3 separate regions of the Mus musculus genome follow, and regions 1 and 3 are each linked to region 2. Evidence: chromatin contacts called from public HiChIP or PLAC-seq data. All regions are on one chromosome and are shown on one strand. The core of a region is the stretch at or near the end of the contact, and the rest is flanking DNA. Distances in the headings are between cores, read along the strand shown.

Evidence for each region. HiChIP or PLAC-seq counts read pairs in DNA pulled down with a chosen protein or histone mark.
Region 1: a FOXA1 HiChIP or PLAC-seq map of pancreatic cancer cells shows a contact between it and region 2. The contact joins two enhancer-like sites. A contact is called at or near these places in 3 of 39 promoter capture datasets (HPC-7-derived erythroid cells and embryonic stem cells), 1 of 484 Hi-C or Micro-C datasets (nephron progenitors), 2 of 115 datasets of contacts at active chromatin or transcription factors (embryonic stem cells and pancreatic cancer cells) and 1 of 9 other capture datasets (liver).
Region 3: a contact with region 2 is called in an HNF4G HiChIP or PLAC-seq map of pancreatic cancer cells. The contact joins two enhancer-like sites. A contact is called at or near these places in 1 of 115 datasets of contacts at active chromatin or transcription factors (pancreatic cancer cells) and 2 of 9 other capture datasets (adipose tissue and embryonic stem cells).

What each region holds. Positions count from the first base shown.
Region 1 is chr11:100,054,518-100,057,444 of GRCm38.p6, forward strand. No RefSeq gene overlaps it. Among named protein-coding and RNA genes, the nearest start is that of Krt31, 5.4 kb to the left of the region's middle. Within about 2 kb of position 1,349, at least 47 of the 459 cell types and tissues checked have an H3K27ac peak or open chromatin away from gene starts, as enhancers often do. A contact at or near this core is called in pancreatic cancer cells, where this site is marked.
Region 2 is chr11:100,220,586-100,223,291 of GRCm38.p6, forward strand. No RefSeq gene overlaps it. Among named protein-coding and RNA genes, the nearest start is that of Krt14, 14 kb to the left of the region's middle. Within about 2 kb of position 1,341, at least 10 of the 459 cell types and tissues checked have an H3K27ac peak or open chromatin away from gene starts, as enhancers often do. A contact at or near this core is called in pancreatic cancer cells, where this site is marked.
Region 3 is chr11:100,072,579-100,075,387 of GRCm38.p6, forward strand. No RefSeq gene overlaps it. Among named protein-coding and RNA genes, the nearest start is that of Krt32, 14 kb to the right of the region's middle. Within about 2 kb of position 1,408, at least 9 of the 459 cell types and tissues checked have an H3K27ac peak or open chromatin away from gene starts, as enhancers often do. A contact at or near this core is called in pancreatic cancer cells, where this site is marked.

The DNA.
Region 1 (2,927 bases), core at 99-2,598, 170 kb before region 2:
CACCCTCTGCCTTATTCCCTGGAGACAGAGCCTCAGAGGGAAGCGGTAGGCAGCGTGTGAACCTGCTGCTGATGGGCACACACCACACTGCCCTCTTCACACCAAACCTCAAAGGTGTGGAGGCTTGAGTGTCTAGTTTTACCCCCTCTTCTGTGAACCTGGAAAGGGGACTCCTCTCTTCTTTCAGCCTGAGATCTTCCGCAAGGATGGCCATGCTTTCTCTGACTCTCTCCTTTCAAACTGATCGTCGAAACTCTTTTGTAAATGGTAAAAAGCAGTGGACACAGATGAAGGCTTCAGACCTCATCTCTTCTTCCTTGGTAGATGCTGTAGTTTGGGGATATGGCAGCAGGGGTGGGGTGGAGTATAGATCAAGCTTCTTCATCAAATCCTAGGCATTAAAATTGTACTTGGAGATACTTGGAGAGACTATGAAGGATACCTTAATGTCCTCAACTCAGAACGATTCCTATAACAGCAGCATCTTCCTTTCTTCCCGTGCAGTGGCTCTCAACCTGTGGGTTACAACCCCTTTGGGGGTCAAGTGAGCCTTTCTCAAGGGTCACCTAAGACCATCGGAAAACACAGATGGCTCACAAACAACAGCAAAATTACAGTTATGAAGTCGCAAAGAAAATAATTTTATGGTTGTGGGGTCAGCACCACATGAGGAACTGTATTAAGGGGTCACAGCGTTAGGAAGGTTGAGAACCACTGCTCTAAGGAAAAGAACAAAACAATAGTCATGGTTCTGTTCATCCCACTGATGAAGTCTGAGACCTGGCTTCGGAAAACACAGTGGTTAGAGCGCAGGTTTTAGAGGCAGACTGATCTGGGTCTGAATCTTGTATTCTTCATTCAACAACCATGTGATCTTTAATGTGTTAGTTACTCTCTTGGGGCCTTGGAGCCTTATCTTCAAAGTGGAAAATGGCGATATTGACTTTGTGAGACTACTGTAAGGATTAAGTGGGCTTATGTATATAGACTTATCTACAATTTAGATCAGTGTTTAATTTGTAATAAGTTTTCAATACATCTGTCTGCTGACGTGGAGGAGGAGGAAAAGAATAATTCATCATCATGATCAGGATTCCAGTGCTGGTAATGAGAAGATGTTGTGTTTCCAGGGAATCTACACACACACACACACACACACACACTACTCCAGGTATAGTAACCCCTGGACCCAGCATTTCTTCCCAGGAAGCCAAACCACTTGGCATGCAACCTCCTCACACCTAATTGTCTCATTGTAAGTGACAGTGGCATTGGATATGAACCTTGGAAGCACAGGTCAATCCCCCTGAGGCCTCACTGACTCACTCTGTGCCACCAAAAGAATCCCTCAACCACTGTGTGACTCACCCTCCCTCCCTCTTCCTTAAATGGAAAGATTGATGCTCACTTACTCTGTCGTGGTGCAAGAGTAAGATGGTTTATTTTGTCAGGCAGCTTTGAACTTGTTGGATAAAAGAAGCTATTTAAGCACAGTGGAGGAGTGAGGCTGGTTGGGCCAGGTACTTGCTCCAGTAGGGCCAATCAAGATTGTGCTTTCTTATTATGACTACCGTTGGTGAGAGCCTCGGGCATGGGTTACCTGTGCCACACTCCACAGTTTAGAGAAAAGAGCAGAGGTACCATGAAGAGGAGAGTGTGACAGCCTCTGACCTTCCCTGAGCATCCCATGGGAAACGTCTCAAGTCCTCACAACCAAATCAGAGCCCACGTGGACAGTTGCCAGTGGACAAGAGGAGTCTAAGGTTGAGAATAATTACAGGCAGAGCAGCCACATTCTCACTTGCTCTCCCTTTACCATTGGAGCTTGAGACTATGGCCACTTCTGTACCCAAGCTCCCTACCAGGATAGGGGCTGGATTAAACCACCGCCAGCTGTCCTTGCAGGCTTCGCAGCCAGCTACTGTAATTTGTAGCGTTTACAGAGCAGGAGGGTGGGGAGCAAAGCCTGCTCAAGCACTTGTGGTTTCGCTGGTGAGTAAGAACCAGGAAGCAGGGTTCAGAGAGGGTAGGAGCCAGAAGACTGACTGCCTCCATCACCTCACACCCAGCCCCATCAAATACCTGAATGCCCTCCTTGGAGGTTATAAAACATCCTTTTAAATAGCTCCAGAGATGCTTCTCATCTTTGGTCAGCTATGATGTTGAATTCTGGAGACCTGTTTGTTCTTGGCCACTTCAGCCTTGTATGGAATATCCAGATTATGTGCCAGTTTCCTTGGGGTCCTAGGCCAAGGCAGCTGCCAGAAAAATACACTCACGAGTGGAACTTCTTAGGGAGCTCGAGTGGACCGGTACATCTGGACCACTCCAGACTTACAGTGTGTGAGACTCAGCAGGCACCATCATTTCACACTTTAAGAGTTTCTGGATGCACAAGAGATACTGTCTCCATGGCACAGAGCACTCCTCAACCATGGGTTGGATGCATCAAGAAAACAAGACCAAACCCTCTATAGTGTCTGGCCAAACAGGGGCTTATTCCCTAAATGTACACCTTGCCCAGACCTCTATTCTGATAGATACCCTCCAACTTGAATATCTATCAGAATCACCTGAAAGCCTTGATAACAGCAGACTTCTGATTCAGAAAGTTTGAGGAAAGGCTCCAAATTACGCACATCCAACGGGCCCTTGCCGATGCTGGTGCTGCTGGCCGGAGAACCACAGTTTCAGAACCAGCCCTAAAGTTTCTGTGTAATTTTTTCCCTTCAAAGCTTCCAAGGAATGGACTTTGGACCTATTTCAAAGAGACAGGGGTTCAAGTCTTGACTCAGCCACTAAGGATAACAGCTGCTCTCTCCTTGCAGAGTTGTGGGTACCCAGGGCTCCTTTAAAGTCACTCTCAAGAAATCTCTGCTATCATACTTAATATTGTTGAAACAGTATCCAGGTGTGTTTTGGCAAAC
Region 2 (2,706 bases), core at 91-2,590:
CTTGTCCCCCAAAATACTAAAGATGGAAAGGGGGAATTTACTTATTGAATACCACATCAATTTCCAAATTTAAAAAGGCTGCAAAGACAGGTATCGTGGTTCTTGTAACTGCAGCATTTGAGAGGCAGAGGTAGGAAAATCTTGAGTTGAAGGCCAGTTTGGGCTACACGGTGAGTCCCCGATTAAAAACAATCAATCAAACAGGCAAATACTGGATCTAGTGCTTGCTCAGCATGCATGAGTCTCTCAGTTCAATCCTCAGCCCCTCTAAAGAAAAAGAAAGCAAAAACATCAAACCAACTCAATGAACCAAGCAAACAACTTAGAGCTCAAGTGATCCTCCTGCCTCAGCCTCCTGAGTAGCTGGGGTGGTGGGTGTGCCACAGCTCCTGGCTCCTACATCCTTTGGCACTTATTTTTTTCTATTAACTTTTAAATATTTGTTTATTTACTTATTATATGTGAGTACACTGTCGCTGTCTCCACACAGACCAGAAGAGGGCATCAGATCCCATTATAGATGCTTGTGAGCCACCATGTGGTTGCTGGGGATTGAACTCAGGAACTCTGGAAAAGTAACCAGTTCTCTTAACTGCTGAGCCATCTCTCCAGCACCCCACCACCACCACCACCACCTTTCTATAAACTTAACATTAAAGGTAGCACTTGTGCAATTTGAAAAATTATCTTCCACACATACCATGTATAATGCAGCTAGAAAATACTCTAAGGGAACTTAAAACTCTGAGCACTAAGAGATAGAAAAGTGTTTTTCTTATATTTTCTATTTTGCCATAGAGAAATGAAGGAAAGGAGAGAGGCATCCACTTTATGTGTAACAGCTTAATAACTGGAGGAAGAAGAAGGACCCTTGAGGCCAGATGTGTCAACAAGAGGTAAAATTGGAAAGGAAGTCTCCAGAAGTGCTGGTATCTGCCTGTCACCCCTTTATCTGCACAAGATCCCATCAGAAACATTCAACTGTTGGGAGTAGAGCTACACCTATGTCTGTCTCCATAGCAACCCAGATAACAGTAGAGGAAGGGCCAGGTCAAGAATGCCATCCCTCAGGACTCAAAACAGTACTTGTCTTCTACAGCATTATCTTCCTCCCATGGAGGCTACCCTGTGCCCATACAATGAGCCTCCCTGACAGAAACTCCTCTGAGAAGGTTCCATGACAGCCTGAGAGAGCAGACTTTTAACCAAAGCTCCTCGGCTTAGCCCCACCCATGGCCCAAGGAGCCCGCCCATACTTGCTAGATAAAGTCTAATGTAGCTGGTTGACTAACAAAACACCAAGCTTCGCCTGCTTCCTCTGTGTTTGTCTTCAGAGAGCGTCAGAGGCTTAAACCACAGTAGTGGGCGGTCTAGCATAAGAAATTGCTTCTCTCAGACACTGGGAAGAAACACTGAACTTTTTATAGCTCTTGGAAACAAAAAGCCCAAAGAAAGTAAACCTCACACGCTAACCACTAATTGATTTGCATCAGCGGGGGAGAGTTGCGGGCTATCATTAACTCTTGCACTAGCCATTGTCTTAGCAATTATCTAAAACAGTGTTTCACAAACCTTGACACTAACTCAGGCATAAGGAATCTGAGGGTGTGTTCAAACTGGACAAGTGACAAGGTACACCGTGAGTCTCTCCATCCTGACCGGGAAGCTCAAGAAGCAGCCAGGGCTGATATGGGACTTGGATCAGCAGGCATTTCCAGGTAGATTGTCAGGTCCCTTGTCTAAGAGAAGCTCCTAGAATCAAGGCACTATTTCTGTCTTAATATCGCTGGGTATTATTTGTGTCTGTGCATGGTGTGTTTGCTGAGATAGGGTCTCCTGTACTCCAGGCTGACCTCAAATCACAAAGCCAAGGTGACCTTGGACTTCTAATCCTCTTGCCTCCACCACTGGAGTCCTGATTTGTGTGGTATTGGAGAACAGAACCCAGAGCTTTGGGCATACTGCGCAAGCACTCTACCAACTGAATTTCCTTCCCATTTTGCCTTAAAAGGCAACTGTTTTATGTTTGCAAAATGTAGCAATGGGCAAGGAAAATGCCACCCCTGATCTTCAAGGAGTTTTACCTACTGCTGAGCCCCAAGAATACTACTCCTCCCAGCCCCTCTTGATTATCTTGGGCCTTGCTGTGATTTGAATACAGTTCATGACACCTCTCTCCCCCAGGATCTTAGGCAGGAACCCAACTCCTGCAGTTATTTCTATGGTATCAGGAAGGTGGACACTTAAACCCAACTACAGTGTTGGGAGGTGGGGCATCTTTGCAAAGTGAATCCATTAAAATAAGGTCATTATTGAATCCTGGTGGCTACAGAAGAAAAAAAAGAGGAGACAAGATAAACAGATAAGCACTGGCACTCCTGTGTGTCCTATCAAGTGATGCCCTATGCCACTTTGGGATTCTACCTACAAGAAGGTCATCACCAGAGGCTGAGCCAATGGGACTCTGAGCCTCTGAAGCCATGAGCCAAAACAAATGGCTTTGTGAAGTTGCATAGCATCCTGTGATTTATCATAATAAAGCAAAACCAGCAAATACACACCTCAGCTTCCTTATCTGTGTAGGGGCAGCCTTTCTCATGAATTTCCCATGGGTCCACAGATCAGAGGCAAACCATTTGAGCATAGTAGCACCAACCACTCTTTCCAACAGCTCCCACACACGGGGAACATGGGATCCACACCCTG
Region 3 (2,809 bases), core at 158-2,657, 150 kb before region 2:
AATACCCAAACAGAGATGTGCTTATGAATTCACTCTTCAGAAAAGAAAGGGCAATCAATGCTAATTTATTTGGTGTGCCATTTGTGTGGTATAAATATTCCACTATAGTGAAGCCAGTAATGTGTCTCTGAGTGAGGAGTTGGAAAGAGATGCATAAAATCATCTCTTGGGAGGCAATAAGAGGTAGCTCCCACACTCACCTTGGCCCTGCTTTCCAAATGTGTGACAGTGGATTTTTTTTTAACGCATCAGTTTATTCTACAAATTCACAACGGGTAATGTATGCTATAGACCTACCCTTGAAAAAGAAGAAAGAAGTGTGGCCATGGTGCACATATAGCTTCCTCTCACCAGTCCCAAGATGCTTTCCTAGAGCCCCCAGGGCCACGCTGGACTGTGAGTCTGAAGGAATCAGGTAGGCCCCGGAAAGGGTGAAAGCAGCTTGCGCAACCCTGGCAATCATTCTCTTTCAGAGATGTGTGCTCCTCTCCTGAGCCAACCCCTGCACTTTCTGGTGCTGCCACGGACCCCAGAAAGATATGGCTCCATGTGAGACCACTAGGAATCATTAGGAGGAGGAAGCCAATATAGAGAAGGAACACAATACAAATGTAGGTCCGCTTCCGGACTTTAGTGGGAAAGACCTGTGTCTGAACTCCTGTGTAAGCAGGTTTTGTCATCCTCCAGGGAATTGTTGCCAATGCTCAGTTTTCTAGCCATTAGCAACAGCATTGCCTGGGAACTTCTTAGAAATACCCATTTTCAGGTCCCAGCCTGAACCTACTATATCAGGTCAGGACCAACAGACAGGGTTTGCACAAGTGTCCCAGGAACCTGTGACTCGTGGTAAGATGGGCTGACTTCTTAGAGCACAGGGAACAGTTGTACATACAGGGGTGAGAAACATCTGGAACAGACATAATGTCTTCTAAACCCAATGCAAACAGCTTCTAAGCATGGGAGTTGCAATAGACCAGACCCTGGTCAATGACTAGAGAGTCTGTTCCCAGTCACTTTCAGGCCAACAGCATCAGTATCCTGGCAAGTAAAGTCCAGATATCAGCTCTCTAGATGGTTCTGACTTTAGTGGAGGCTGGGAAGTGGTGACTTGGAGGTCTGAGAAAGGAGTGTGAGAAAAGACGCTGGAGTGAAGAGCAACCCTTCGGAGACAGGCATGCAGGCTCGGGCCTCCTCACAGGTTTCAGTTAAGTCACAGGATTCTCCTTTTCTCTGTGGCAAAAGAGGATTATACAATCTGCCTTTTGAGATCCTGGAGAGACTTCACATCTCACAGAGTGAGATTTGCTAATGGGATTTGCTTTGTTCATGAACAGCAAAGGGTTGCCAGGCCTCTTCAGCAATCCTGAGAACTAAACTTTCCCATTACTCATTTGTCTTTAGACAGTGCCTACTTATTTCACTGGTATAAATAGCAATACTCCAAGGGGGAATTAGTAATGTGTTTGCTTACAAGGTCTTCTCCACACCCTTGAGAAGTCTGGACTAGAGCCCAGATATTGGGGCTCAGCAAAGAACTGCCCTCCCCCTTCTGTGGGGTGGGTTCTTCTACATGAATACCAGGATTACAGGGTTGATGTGGATGCATGATTGAGGTCTGGGTGGGTAGGCCACACACCTGTGGTACATAGAGACTCATTTGGCATGTCAATCACGTGCAGGAAACAGACATTCTCAGAGTGGGAGGAAGCACATTTCACCTTAACTCTTCTTTGGTACAGACATCTGGGAAGTTATCATCAAGAATGGAGCTCCTATGCCTTGCAGGGTGAATACAGAACCCTGCATGCAAAGGGGATTAGGGGCTGGGAAGAGAAGATCTCAGAATCAAGTTCTCCCAGAACCAAGAGATAGGTTTAGGCCTAGAGGACTCCTGCACAGTCTGGGAGCCACCTCAGCCGGACTCTTGAACTGTAGAACCCCTTTTGCTGGTTCTCATTAGGTGTCCCCAGAAGCACTACACCCCCACACCCAGTGACAGGGAACCTGGGGCCCTCTATGCTCTTTACTAGTGCTATATGAGTTGTTCTCCCTAGATCCAGTCCTAGAAATTAGCAGTCCCCAAGGCCTGGTGTCCAGATAGGAAAGATTAGGCTTTTCTTTTCTGGTCCTAGAGCATTCCATTCAGAATTGCTGAACAGGCTAACTTGGGGGCTTTGTGCCATTAAAGGAGGGGGCATCCCTGTAAATGTTCCACCATTAGTACTACCACTTTCCAAGCACAGAGTTACTCCCCCAGAGACCCCTGCTGAGCCTCCATGCCAGACTCATCCTCCAACACCTGGACCAGCTCTTTGTATGGGCCTCTACCCTCTGGCACAGGGCGACACACTCTGGACCTGTGGTGGCAGAGGCAGATGAGCAGCCAGCAGCTCTCTGAACAGCAATCTTCTTTCTTTGTTCTTCTCTGGCCAGGAACTGAGATGTCAGCTTTTACTGAGAGAGTCCACAGGTTTGGGGCAAGGGTTATTCCATCAGTATCTGTCTTTGAAGTAGGTGCCAGTACTGAAGGTTGGACAACCAATGGGTAGAGTTCTGGGGTGGCTGCTTGCCCAAAGCTATCTGGAGTAGAAAAAGAGTCTTCACAGAAGAGGGACTCTTGTGACACCAAGAGCCATGATCCTAGAAAATATAGTTTGCAGATGAGTTACAAGAGCCAAATGCCCAGCCATGAGCTTATGTCCACCCACTGAGTGAACAGATGCAATACTGCAATCCCTAGCCCCAGCACTACATGGGAAACAACTCTTCAGCAGATATAGCCTCCTTGCTTATAAAAGACAGGGTACCT